Regions from separate parts of the Capra hircus genome. Here region 2 is linked to region 1. A link is a contact called in public Hi-C data. All regions are on one chromosome and are shown on one strand. Each heading gives the region's core, a stretch centred on a gene start, on an enhancer-like site or on the middle of the called end of the contact. The rest is flanking DNA. Distances are from core to core; before and after follow the strand shown. Region 1 holds the start of CTTNBP2NL (CTTNBP2 N-terminal-like protein). Region 2 has its middle 22 kb from the start of WNT2B.

Evidence for each region. A called contact is a pair of places that touch in the nucleus more often than the background predicts.
Region 2: a contact with region 1 is called in a Hi-C map of blood, with 2.7 times the contacts expected there. The contact joins the enhancer-like site here to the promoter of CTTNBP2NL in region 1. A contact is called at or near these places in 4 of 5 Hi-C or Micro-C datasets (blood and liver).

Annotation. Positions count from the first base shown.
Region 1 is chr3:89,711,882-89,718,645 of ARS1.2, reverse strand. It overlaps CTTNBP2NL (CTTNBP2 N-terminal-like protein), which reads right to left and starts at 4,860. Exons shown (of 5, transcript XM_018045918.1): 1 at 4,784-4,860.
Region 2 is chr3:89,767,262-89,774,167 of ARS1.2, reverse strand. No RefSeq gene overlaps it. Among named protein-coding and RNA genes, the nearest start is that of WNT2B, 22 kb to the left of the region's middle. Within about 2 kb of position 3,602, at least 3 of the 5 cell types and tissues checked have an H3K27ac peak or open chromatin away from gene starts, as enhancers often do.

The DNA.
Region 1 (6,764 bases), core at 3,611-6,110:
TTGTCTGTGCGGTCAAATATTGGACCAGCTAGGAGACAGCCTGGTTCTGTTCCCACTCTAGTTCCACTGCTGTAGCAGAAAGGCCTACTCAGCAGAAACCAAGGAACGGGGACCTCTTCCTCCCCCAAACCCCCAAACTTAGTGCTTCTTTCCTCTCTAACTTACCCATCAGTTGACTCTCCTCCCCATTATAATTTATAGCTCTTATCTCCCATTGAAACAACTCATCCCTGCTTGCTTCTCCCTCTGCACCCCTTCCTCCCTGACAGACCCAGAGCACACTTCAGCCTCGCCTTGCCCAGCGGCTTTGTACAAGGGATCCATGCAGACGCTCCCAAGGCTCAGGGTCAGAAGTCTTTTTTTGTCTGTAAACCCCATCATCCTGTGCTCTTTTTGTTTTCCTTCCTAGTTTCTATTTGAACTCAGTAACAATTAAGGATTACATTCTTTGTGGCTCCAAAAGATTTAGAAAGGATTCATTTAGCAGCAGAGCACACAGTTAAGAGTGAAAGCTCTGGCTTTGGACCTGAAATACAGAGCTTGGAAATAGTTGGCAGGGAGAAGCCATATTACTACATTCTTTACATCAAAGCCTGTTTGTAGTCCTGCTTCCCTCAACCCACAACCCCTGTCCTCGACTCCCCTGCCCTCTACTCTTAACTCCCCATCCATGGTTTCTTCTCATCCATTTTGATTGTTCCTATGAACTGCTCCTTACATTGGAGGCAGTAGAAGAGCTGTCTTCAAAAGGGAAAAAAAATCACTATTAATCAAAATTGCCATGGAAAATCCCTTAAATCTCACAGAAGGTACAACCCTGTACCATGATCACACTATCCATGAAACTGTTTATATGACACTGAGAGTGAAGGCACTTGAGACAGTTTGGAGTGGAATAACTGACAACTCAGAGAGAAAACATCAGATAGTTGAATCCCTTGCCTTTCTTTTTCCAGGGCCAACAAGTTTAAGGAAGATAATGCACATGACAAAATTATGAAACACACACTGTAAGACACACACACTGTCCTAAAAATTCTTCTGTCAGATGTCTGAGATCACGACATACACAAGCTGTTTCCTTCTACTTAGGAAACGTAGCTATGTAGTCAAACATTTAAAACCAAACCAACCCATAGCTAAAATCAGATACTAATTCTTCACCTTTGTTTAAATGATAAAGGAGTAAAAGAATATTCAATATTAATTAACTCACGTGCAGTGCTATAATAATGTCAATAATACCTACCAATTATTGAGTGCTTCCTACATGCCACGTTCCTGTAATCCTTTTTTAAAAAAAGCCTCTAAAAGTCATTTTTAAGTCACAGCTGAGGAAACTGAGATATGGTGAAGGTAGAAAATTCTGCCCTTCTCCTGGGTCATACAGCAAAAGAGCAACAGAGTTGGGATTTGAACTCAGGTTTGCCTTTAAAGTCTGTGCTGTAAATTAGCACACTTTATCGCCTCGCCATAAATAACCTATCTTCTCACTGAAATGCTTTGAACTAAAACTAGGAAGATTCAATTTTTAGCTATTAGCAGCAAACATTCAGGAAATAAGAAAAAAATGGCCTTTGGTAACAGGCTGATGAGCTATTCCTGGGGTCAACCACCAGACTGGACAAACTTCCTCTAAAAATATCTCTGCTTCTTGTATCATGCCACTAAACACCAATTCAGTGGCCTAAAAATCCTTGTATCAGGTATCTGAGATCATGACATGTAAAAGATTTGTTTTCCCCTACTTATGCATCTTAGCTCTATGTTGAAATATTTAAAATTAAACCAACCAATAACTAAAATCAGACATGAATTCTTCACTGGTGTTTAAATGCTAAAGGTGTAGAAGAATATTTAATATTACATTTAATTCACATAAAAAGTGAAACACTATTTCACTAAAAACATCCAAGAAACACCATTCTGCTCCACTCAGAAAAGTCAAAAATTCTAATCTTGTTCTGCAGATTAACTAGTAGTACTGGAAACCTGATTCTACCAAGACACAAATCCACTGTAGGCTGAGTGCATTATGCCCACCACAGTCAGTCTGCATGATTCCATTCAGCGACCCAATACAGTGTGTATCCTTGATCATGTACTTGGTCCTAGTTTAGAAAAGTATAAAGTCAATTAGAAATTCATTTTTAAAAAAATCCCAAGGTAGATCAGAAATTTGTCAAAACCAAACTCTCAGAAACCATTTTTAAAGAAAAAACAGTTCCTAGTGTGTTCTCCTAAATTCACTTCATTCCTCTCAGGTCAGATTTTTAGAAAAATAAAATGCTAAAAGACTAGCACTGATTACATTAATAAGTCTGGTTCAAATTTCAAACTTCAAAATTCATTACTTCAAAATTATATATCTAACCAGCAGACATCTTCTACTACAAAATTCAGTATTTTAGAGTCATTGAAGATACTGGAGCGCCAGAAGACATCAGATCGGGAAAACAAGGCAGAAAGAAATGGACTGTTTATACCAACAAGATATGCCATATCTTATCAGTACATCTTTCTAGTCTACCGGAAGGTGTCAGCTTCAAATGAAGTTCAACACTCATTAAGTCAAACTATATACTAGGCACTGTGAAAGGTATAAAGGTGAAACAAAACATACTAACACCTCCTGAAGACTTTATAATGAGATAGACTACACATACATTAGAAAAATCTCTGCATACGATGCTTTTCTTCATCTAACACTACTAAACAGGTGTCGAAAAAGTTAAAGATTTCTGCGATTCAAATGTGTATCGAATAAATCTTGCTTGTTATGCCAAGGAATCAAAGAGCATTATTTGCTTTTTCCTTTCTGCTCATAAAGGCCCTGGCAATCACCACAACTTTGTTTTCCTTAGTCTCTTTACATTGGTTTATTTTCTTTTCTCTGTTCATAAAGGAAGATATATCTTTTGGGGATTTACTGCTCTGCTTTTAGTTTTTCTCTGCTGCTATTGCTGGGGGGCCCTTACCAGCCCACTGCAGTATGCTTGGTGTGTGCTGGAGAGACCCTCCGCAGTTTCTTCTCTGGGCCTTTTTATTGGAGATCTGGAAACAGTCATTGAGTGGGTCTATGCAGAGGGAGACTGGCTCCGAAAACGTCCAACCTAACTATTCAAAATTAATTACCTTCATGACGTCTACCTTCAGAGACGCTTATCAGGAAAGTAACAGACAGCCCTTATGATTGCCCCTCATGATTCCAACTCCTCCAATCCCATTGTTACTATCTTTGACTTCAGAAAACAGTAGTAAGACAGACTTTGGATTGAAAGCAAAAGAAACAACGCTAAAAAATATGGCGGATTTTAATGTATAAAAGCGCTAGCAACAGATGGTTAATGGGGAGTCAATGGCATTTACATTAGGCCAAAATTATCAATATTTTGCACCTGCTGAAATGAAGGTCTTTATGAGCACCCTATAGAGACTCTCTTTGGTAGTCACATGTGTCTGAATAGCTAGAGTTTACCTTGCTTTTATTAATCCTTATCTCTGAAATTTAAAATGTGCTTTTAATTTTTATCCCCTGAATTTTGGTAGATAATACTGGTCTTGTAAAGCCAGTCAACATCATATATATATATTACACATCAGTTTCTCCTAGAGGAAAAAACCCACCATAAAATAGGGGCTAGAGAGTAACCAAAGGCTACCTGACCAGATTAATCATAAACCTAGACCACTGAACCTGAATTTTCTTCAAACACTTCCTCCCTTTTGTTTCAAAAGAACTACACCTTCAAGGTTAACTGCAGTCTCCCTGAGCAACAGACCAGCCCACCTAGACTGGAAGTCACTCATTCCTAATCTAAAGCTCTTTATTTAGTTATCTGTACTGCTTCACTTGAAAGCATGCTGTTACGGACAGTCCAACAATATACACTGCATTCCTACCCACAACGACAACTCTGTAGATATACAACACGCTCAATTCACTGTTTAATACTAAAAGGCGATTTTTCATCAAATTTTCAGGAAGAAATAGGATAGAAAGCAAAAACGAAACGCAACTCAAACCTAAAAAAAAACAATCCTCAGAGGTTAGGTTCTCTTTCAAGTAATAGAGTAAAGGTACAAAGCGGGGTCGGGAAGGGTTACTATTTCTCCTCCTCCAGAGTCAAAAAGTCCCCAAGCAGAGGAACTCTCGATACCGCCCCCCGCCCCCGCCCCAGCTCAATAGGAGAATAGAGGATTCAGGGGGAAGGCTCAGGAATACAGAATGGGGGATGGGAGGAACCCAAGTTGGGGAAGGCCGATTCGTCCGTGGAGCTGGCTGTCTAGGTCGGGTCTTTTGATTTTTGCATCGTCCCATCTCTCTTCTTTTTGAAAACACTGATTTTTATCTTATGGATAAAATTACCTCTGGTCCCTCCCTTGCGAGCAAGGACAGGTGTTGGAAGAGATGTCTGGCCTCCTAGGGGTACAAAATGGGGGCGGGGGCGGCAGTCTAAAGAATGGGAACCTGTACGCCTTCTCCCAAGGTTGAGGGGCTAGGTGAGGGACCTTTTAAATGAGGGGTGTCAGGAAAACCAGCCCCTTCTGGGAAGCTGGGATTGATGGGGGACAATAAGTAGCTGCAAGCACCCTCGAAGGATGAGGAGCCGCCTCCTCAGGGAATACCGGGAGGTAGAGGAGACGGCCCCGCCCCCTCAGGGGATGGGCGCGAGTGGCAGTTGGGACGGTGGCGGGAGGACACCGGCGGTTCTACCCCTGTTTTTCTTACGAGAACCTGGCCTCCCAGCCGCCGCCAAGCCCCGGCGCCAACGGCTCCTACCTTTTCCCGGCGCTCAAGGTTCCTCTCCCTGCCGCCTCCGCCACCCTCTCCATCCACAGCCCCTCGAAGCCCCGCCCCTCAACAGCCAGGCGGGGGCACTGGCATTCGGCAGAGCCAATGGCCTCCTCGCCTCTCCAGCCCCGAAACCAATCCGCGCCGGCTGGAGGAGGGGCTTCTCCAATGTCATTTAGGCTCCTCCCGGGGCCCCAAGATCCCTTTTGTTTGGGGAGAGCCAAGCTGGGATTGAGCTCACGTCACTTCCGGGAGGAAGCGTAGTCCTCCTGCCCCGGCTCGGGGTGGGCTTGCGCCCCTCCGGGCCCGGATTTTGCAACTTTCCACCTTCTATGGGCTTTCGGGACCAGATGGTGGCGAGTGCTTCGTGTGTACCCTCGTTGTAGGGGAAGCTCAGGAATGGGTTTCGGGTGTCCTGACTGGGCACATTAACGTTTCATCCAAAATGTTAATAAATGAAGTGCGCTCTGGTGTTTAGAAAACCTGTTGTTGAAAACCTGGTAACGTGGCTTGCCTGTTCTACCCCCCGACACACTTTTTTTTTTTTTTGGCGGGGGAGGGGGGAGAGGGGGACAAAGCGTGTGCTAGAGAAGGGAGCAAAGACGAAAAACCCAGAGACCCCTCTTTTCACATTATATTTGGAAGAGAATAGTAGCTTCTGGAGCCCCTGGAACCCCTGGAGCGGAGACGCCGGGTAGCTTTCCAACCCGACTTCCTTTCCAGGTAGAAATCGAATGAATAAAATTTGTGTGTCAATGTTTTCTACGCTGTTTTCCAAATGAGAATTTTTGTGTCTTTGGCCCCATTGTACTGTAGGCTGCCGCAGCCCTGCTGGGACAAAGGACAGTAGAGGATGCAAGGAATGTCTGTCCCTCGTGAACACAGGAGTGCAGATCTGGTGGCAGCAAGCCCTTGTTTAGTCGCTAAGTCACGTCCGACTCTTCTGTGACTCAATGGGTCCGCCAGGCTTTTCTGTCCATGGACTTTTCCAGGCAAGAATACTGGAGTGGGTTGCCATTTCCTTCTCCAGGGCATCTTTCTGATCCAGAGATCCAACCCGCATCTCCTGCATTGCAGGTGGATTCTTTACCGCTGAGCCACCTGGGAAGCCCCGCACTAAGCCCTCCAGCACCAAATAACCCAGAGAAGCGAGAGGGTGCATCCCTTCCTGAGGTCAAAGTTTCTGGATTTCTTTTTCCCGTTCACGGATTCCAGTTCAACTGGTTAAAAGAATAATAATCACATTGCTTTAAATATAATACATGCTTACAATTATTTATAATGCATAAGTAATATGAATTAATTTCAATGTATTATTTCTAATATTAACAATTATTATTAAGCAAAGCAGTACCGAGGCCTCCTACTCACCTAGGCAGACTGTCTCAAGACAGATCCAGCTCTGTCCACACGCAGTTTGCAGTCAGGTGGAGGGATGTAGTCAGTCTGCAAACATAGGGAAGTTCGAAGGAAGCAAACCAGTATTAATGCCGTTTTGTTGCATAAGTGCTCAGTCAGGTCTGACGCTTTTGTAACTGCATGGATTGTAGCCCACCAGGCTCCTTTGTCCATGGGATTTTCCTGGCAAGAATGCTGGATTGTGTTGCCATTTCCTCCTCCAGGGGATCTTCCCGACCCAAAGATCAAACCCTTGTCTCTTGCATTGGCAGGTGGATTCTTTACCACTGAGCCACCTGGGAAGCCCTATTAATGCCATTCAGTTCAGTCGCTCAGTTGTGTCCGACCCCATGCCAGGAATCCCTGTCCATCACCAACTCCTGGAGCTTCTCAAACAGATGTCCATCGAATTGGTGATGCCATCCAACCATCTCATCCTCTGTCGTCCCCTTCTCCTGCCTTCACTCTTTCCCAGCATCAGGGTCTTTTCAAATGAGTCAGTAGTTCACATCAGGTAGACAAAGTATTGGAGTTTCAGCTTCAGCATCAGTCCTTCCAATGAATATTCAGG
Region 2 (6,906 bases), core at 2,353-4,852, 57 kb before region 1:
ATACTCTTCACCGACTTCATCTCCTGGGAGCAGCTACCCCTCCTCCAAGACCAGGATGAGTGTCATTTCCTCTATGAGGCCTTTCCTGACTCCCCTGGAGATTAATTGTGTCAACACAGTGTATTCCTATTTTTAGTTTATTTATTTTTCAAGCTTTATTCTTGGAAGGAAGAATGGAGAGTTGTGAGCTAATATTCCTGGGTACAATATCTTCCTGAAAGGCCCTCAGTAGGGCTGTTTTATACGGAGAAGGCAATGGCACGCCACTGCAGTACTCTTGCCTGGAAAATCCCATGGACGGAGGAGCCTGGTGGGCTGCAGTCCATGGGGTCTCTAGGAGTCGGACACCACCGAGCGACTTCACTTTCACTTTTCACTTTCATTCATTGGAGAAGGAAATGGCAACCCACTCTAGTGTTCTTGCCTCAAGAATCCCAGGGACGGGGGAGCCTGGTGGGCTGTCGTCTATGGGGGTCGCACAGAGTCGGACACGACTGAAGCGACTTAGCAGCAGCAGGCCTATTTTATAAGGATCTTGTCAGCAGAGAGGGGAGAGAGTTCCGACAAGTCTGGTGCAGCTGTGCTCTCCCAGAACCCACTGGAGATCTCGCAGCGCCTGGGTGCACATCTCTGCATGTGGCCTACTGGCACCATCTTGAATCACGGTGTATGCGTCGGGGGAGGCGTCTCTGCACATGGGCCACGGAGCTGAAGGCTTGAGCACAGTATTTGACATGAACGCAGGTCTGAAGTGCCAGCCAGGGCAGGGTCAGCACTCTAGGAGCAAGTGAAACCAGTGCCAGGACTTCCTGAAGTTCAGATTCTTCATTTCTCATACAGAAGAAATTCGGCAAGAGGGAAGGTGAGAGGTAAGAAATAGCTTTGCTGAGAGCCACACTCTGTAGAAGAGCGGGTGCCATCTCAGAAGGTGAGAGGCCCTGGGAGATACACAGTCCATAGAATGTGGTGCCTGTGGAAAGACTTGAGAGCGGCTTCCTGTTTTTTATCACAGTCCCTCACAGTCCGCATGATACCATGTTTTGTACTGTCTCTCCCACCATCATTTTAAACCCCTAAGGCCTTGTAAACCTAATTATTTCTCTACCCCAGTGCCTAAGTCAGTGAGTTCTACTTAGTAGGAGCTAGTGTGTGGGTGTTTGAACAAGTGAAATCTCTTTCTTTTCTTCCCACAGAGTGCTGGCTCTTGCTCACTTGTTTGGCTTAATAAGGTTTATTCTCTAGACACCCCCCCCCCATAAACTGTATAAAGGAGCAAGATATTTTTGAAGCATAATTAAAGGGATGAATGAATATACAAATATGTATTGATAGTCATCCTCACTTAACAGAGTTTATGGAGCACCTACTATTAGGAGGCATTATTAGTATTATTAGGAGGTAATTAGGAGTAGGAGATCACCTACTATTAGGAGCCACCGTGGTCACTCAGATTGTAAAGAGTCTGCCCACAATTCAGGAGACCCAGATTCCATCCCTGGGTGGGCAAGATCCCCTGGAGAAGGGACTGGCAAACCACTCCAGTATTTTTGCCTGGAGAATCCTGTGGACAGAAGAACCTGGTGGGCTTCAGTCCGTGGGGTCGCATAGAGTCGCACATGACTGAGCAACTAAAGCGTGTATATGTACTATTAGGCGCTACGTAATACTAGGAACTATCCTTTCTGCGTGCTTTGTGTGTTGTTTGGTCGCTAAGTTATGTCCACCTCTTTTGCGACCCCATGGACTGTAAACCTGCCAAGCTCCTCTGTCCATGGGATTTTCCAGGCAAGAATACTGGAGTGGGTTGCCATTGCCTTCTCTAAGGGACCTTCCTTACCTAGGGATCAAAGTCGCGTCGCCTGCATTGGCAAGCAGGTTCTTTACTACTGAGCCACCAGGGAAGCCCTTTTGAGTGCTTACTTATGCCTTAACTGGTTTGGAGTCTTAAGAGTTTCTCAGTCAAGGCACACAGCAACCCCACGAGGCAATTTCTGTTGTTGACTACCCTTCTAGGAATTTGGGCTTCCACGCCTTAAGGCGGGGACTGGTGATTGAGCTGCAGGAGGCGGTAGGGTGCGCACGTGGGGAAGGGACACAACCCTGCCCACGCCAGTCCGTCTGAAGCGGGTCCCTTCCAGACTGCTGACCGGTCCTTTCCTAGGGAAGTGGGTGTGCAGCCAGACTTGGGTGCAGAGAAAATCTTAGCGACTGAAACACCAGGGGGCGCTAGCGATTCAGCTTTCCGATGAAGAGCGAGGCTGCCCGTGGCAACCTCTCAGCTTCCCTTCTAGACCCTTTCGCCGGTTGCTCCATTCCCCAAAAGCGAAGTCGCGCAGTCGTGTCCGACTCTTTGTGACCCCATGGACTGTAGCCTGCCAGGCTCCTCCGTCTATGGGATTTTCCAGGCAAGAGTACTGGAGTGGGTTGCCATTTCCTTCCCCAGAGGATCTTCAAGGGATCCAACCTGGGCCTCCCGCATTGTAGGCAGATGCTTTACTGTCTGAGCCACCAGGGAAATCCATACCCCAGCGGCTGCAAATAATCTGCCTGCACTCACCGTGTCTTACGTACTTTCGCGCTTAATGTCAGAAAACCTCAAAGGAAGTTTCTCATAGCTTCTTTACCGTGATGCTGAAATGAAGGCTAGCAAGGTTAGTTCTTGCTCAAGGTTACACAGAGGATGGCCAATCCTTGTTCTGAACTTTTCCTGCTGCTCCTAACTTCCCATCCCCAGGTCCTGCATACCTATAGGTACACCCCGATCAGTACGACCCTGTATCCCTCTGTCTTCTGTTTATTTAAATCCTGAACTTCTTAGGCACTTGAGGCCCTGCCACCCTTTTGGGGAACTTGCTGCCTGGCAGTACTCTGGGGTGTCCCTCATCAGTGTAAATGCCAGCCTTTAGCATAAGGCTTTACACAGAGTCAGTGCTTAATAAACATAAGCTGTGTCAGTGTCAGGCAGGCACAGCAAATGTCCAGGGGATTTGTGTGTGTGTGTGTGTGTGTCTCCTCAGTATAGCTCAGATCTGCATAGAGCCAGCAACAACAAACACCCGTTAAAAATATGTGAATGAGGATTTAACAGTTTAACATTTCTACTTTGTTCTACCTCTTGTTGAGGTAGAACTGGCAGTAGAACTGAGGTAGAACTGAGGTAGACTGACAACTCCCAGAAGGTAAGGATGAGGAATGTGGGTGTGTGTGTTGGGGGTGGGGGAGGGGGCGGTATTGGGAGAAACCGAAGAGGCACAGGGCAGGGAGCAGAGCTTTCCCATGCTGAGAATAAGGCTCACATAGAGAATGAGAGGGGGAGAGAGAGAGATGCCAAGATCTAAGTCAGAGCGGAAGGAAAATGAGCCCTGAATAGGAGCCTTGTGTGTGGCCCTGTGGTGCTGACTCACCAAGACTTGGGAGAGGAAAACACACTAGGGATGAAGAAGGGGCCTGTGTGCTGTGGCTACCAGTCTGCCACCCCTAGACACCCGGTCTGCCCTGAGGCCCAGATGGTCTTGAGAGGTTTTGATTTGGGTTAGGTGGGCTGGGGGTGGGGGTGGCCACTATAAGGGAGATGGGGAAGTCTTTGGAGAATACAGAAGACCCTTCCTGGGAGAGCTGTGGGTCTGAGTTCAGGTGGGCAGGAGGAGCAGGGGAAGGAGGTGTCTCTCCCCAAATATTCAGTTGCAGTCTCCTCCACAGGCAGGTGTGGCAGGTCAGACTCACAAGCCGGGAGAGGTAGGTGCTCATGGCTTCAGAGGCTTCTTGTCCATTCCGGAGGAGGAAGTCATGCCTTGTGAGTAAGTGCTTCCCAGAGCTGATGCTACAGATGGAGGCATAGCCTCGGAGTAGAAGCTCTGCAATCCTCCCCACTCCCAGCCTCACCTTGGCTGTCAAACCGGTTCACAGGCATGAGGATGGGATTTTTGTGGCAACCAGAATGGCAGGTGGCCCTAGGCCAGCAGGCGGAGGGCAGAGCCCTGGTGGACAGGATCAAAGGTCAGACATTGTGGAGAAACAGGCGAGAGGAGGAAAGAGCGCCTGAGGGAACAGCCGGGGCTGGGCTAGGAATTCTGGTCCCAGGTCGGCTCAGGAAAGGCGCAGGTGGCTGAGCAGAAAGAGTGAGCTAGACCTTTAGACCTAGCCTTGTTCTCCCCATCTGCAGCACAAGGGAGCTAGAGTCAAGGGGCTCTAAGCTTCCTTCTCACTCTAACACTTGATGATGCCATGTGTCATCCCTCTCTCTTCTCCCCACCAAAGCCTCTTCTCTTTCAGTGTCCTGCTCCTAGCTCAGTCTCAGAAGAAAGCTAACAAACCAGGGGTTCATACTTAAATGTATTACTGTCCACAAACTAATGTTCTGAACTTCCCACATGTATTACATATTTAAAAAAAATTATTTACTTATTTGGTTGCATCGGGTCTTAGTTGCAGGATCTTCGATCTTCCTTGTGGCATGTAGGATCTAGTTCCCTAAGGACTGAACCCCAGGCCCTTGCACTGCGAGGGCAGAGTCTTAGTCACTGGAAATCCCAAATGTCCTACATACTTTCTACTATAGTATGGCCACTGGAAGGAGAGTGGACTTGAAGGCCTAATGAGTGAAGGTTTGAATCCCAGCTGTGCCCCTGACTCTCAGCCCAGCTGGGTTGTAGGACCTTGAGCAATGTCCTGGGCCTCAGTAGGCCTTCATTACTTTATGGGTCAAGCAGGAATAACCTGCCTCTTTCAGTAGTTGTGTTGATTAAATGAAGTAACACATGTAATATACATGATTGACAGCTTGGTACCAAATAAAATACTCAGAAAATGTGTCCGCCCACATTTAGGGGACTTAGTCACGACCAGAAAGAACAGAGTCTGAGAGATTAAGGTGCAGGAAGCTTACCAAGAGCTTCCCTGGTGGCTCAGAAGGCAGAGAATCTGCCTGTGCTGTGGGAGACCTGGGTTTGATCCCTGGGCTGGGAAGAGCCCCTGGAGGGCGTGGCAACCCACTCCAGTATTCTTGCCTGGAGAATCGAGAATCCCCATGGACAGAGGAGCCTGGCAGTGTACAGTCCTTGGGGGTCGCAGAGTCTGACACAACTGAGCAACTGAACACACACAGGCTTATCAGAGAGAACCCTTGGAATCCACAGGAAGGAAGAGGGGAGGGAGGAAAAAGAAGAGGTGGGGACAGTTGAGCTGTAGCAGTCTCAACGCAGGGCTTAGTCAGCTCTACAGGGAGTTTAGAAGCTCGGATGACCCGTCAGAGCTCTCTTGATTTGGGACAAGGGGGCCAGGTCTTTATGCTCCATATCAGTCTTTGGATATGGACTGCCCATGAAAGGAGATGTGACCTTGGTGTCAAATTGCTTTCCAAAGGGCTTACAGCCAAGAGCTGTTTCCTGTCAGCATTTCCTGCAGCTAGGAAAATAAATCCTTCATTCCTGAAGGGGGACCTGCGTGTTTACCATGCTGAGTTAATTAGTAGGACTCTTGTCAGATTAAGTAGGTGACTCCCCAGGGAGAAGGCCAGTCTTGCTGCTACACTTCCCAGTAATTTTTCCAAGCCAGCCATTTCACAGTGGTGTGGGCAGAGCCACGCGACCTTCCCAGTGCCCCTCCAGTCTTAACAGCAGCACAGACGTTCACACCACTGGGACAAAAGGAGAAACTGCTTTCATATCCCTCCAAGGGAAGCAGTCACTTGCAGGTATCCCAGGACCCACTGGATTCTATTCAAACCTTGTCGTTCCCCTTTTGCTTATGGAGACTTACAGGGTAGGAGGGGACATTTATGGGTAATGTGGTATTTTGGCAGAAGGTCCTTTGTCAGCGTGGCTTTTACACATTCCTAGGTCTTCTCTACAGGTTACTTGATAATGTTTTTGCAGACTGCTGTGGCCTGGGAGCTCTGTCAGTCTCTCTGAAACAGGACTTAGCTTTCATCTGAAGACCAAGATAAGCCAACTGAAACATATTGGAAACACAGGGAGATGGTGTGGAAGTCCAGGTAAATAATGCTTTGGAGAGAGGAGAAAAGGCATTTGCTTCTTCTCTAGTGAACTGTTTCCGCCCACAAACAGCTATTTTTGCTAGGACCGCCTTTAGTGACCCTATATGGTATTTCCACCCCACCTGCATTATTGTCTCTAGTCTCTTTTTATAACATAGTGTGTCCCCCAACTGGATTGTGAGTACCTTGAGGTTTTTCTCTAATAGCTATGTTGGTTTCTGTCTCTATCTTAATTATATAAGAGATCTCAGTTGCTTGAGGGGAATTAGTGTTTTTTGTTCCACTTACCTGAGCTGATAAATGCCTCTAGGTTAGGGTGGTAAAGCAGCAGCATGGTGTCCTGTGAGGTATAAACCTGCCTCATGCTAAGCAGCAGCCCAGACACTTATCTTGAGCTCCACCTTGGTCCACTGATTGGAATCTCTATGGGGAGGGGCCTGGAACTGGCGTAATGAGTGACTCAGGAGATTCTCATTTGGGAAACAGGTAGTGGAAGCAGCAAAGCACTGGGTTTTCAGTCCAGCCCTGTCACCTACTAAGGTACCCGGTACAAACCTCTGGTATTCACCACTACCTCATGTGTACACCAGGGATAACACTTTGCAGCACCCTTGCGCCAATTACTAAGGGAAGATGTGAGTGAAATCATTAACATGGTCCTTGGAATCCAAGTAGGCACTCTTGACTTCGAATACCACTGACATTCTTGCAAGACAGATTCCAGAGCTTTAAGTCATTTCCTTCTGTTAGAGGCAAGTGAGTTCTTGTGAAAGAACAAGTGAGGGTTATGAGGAACTATTTCTCAAAATGTGATCTTCAAATCACCTGCATCAGCTGGCCCTCAGGCCCAGTCCCCAGGAATCTTTATTTTTAGCAGGATTCCTGTGAGTACAACACCAGTTTGAGAACCA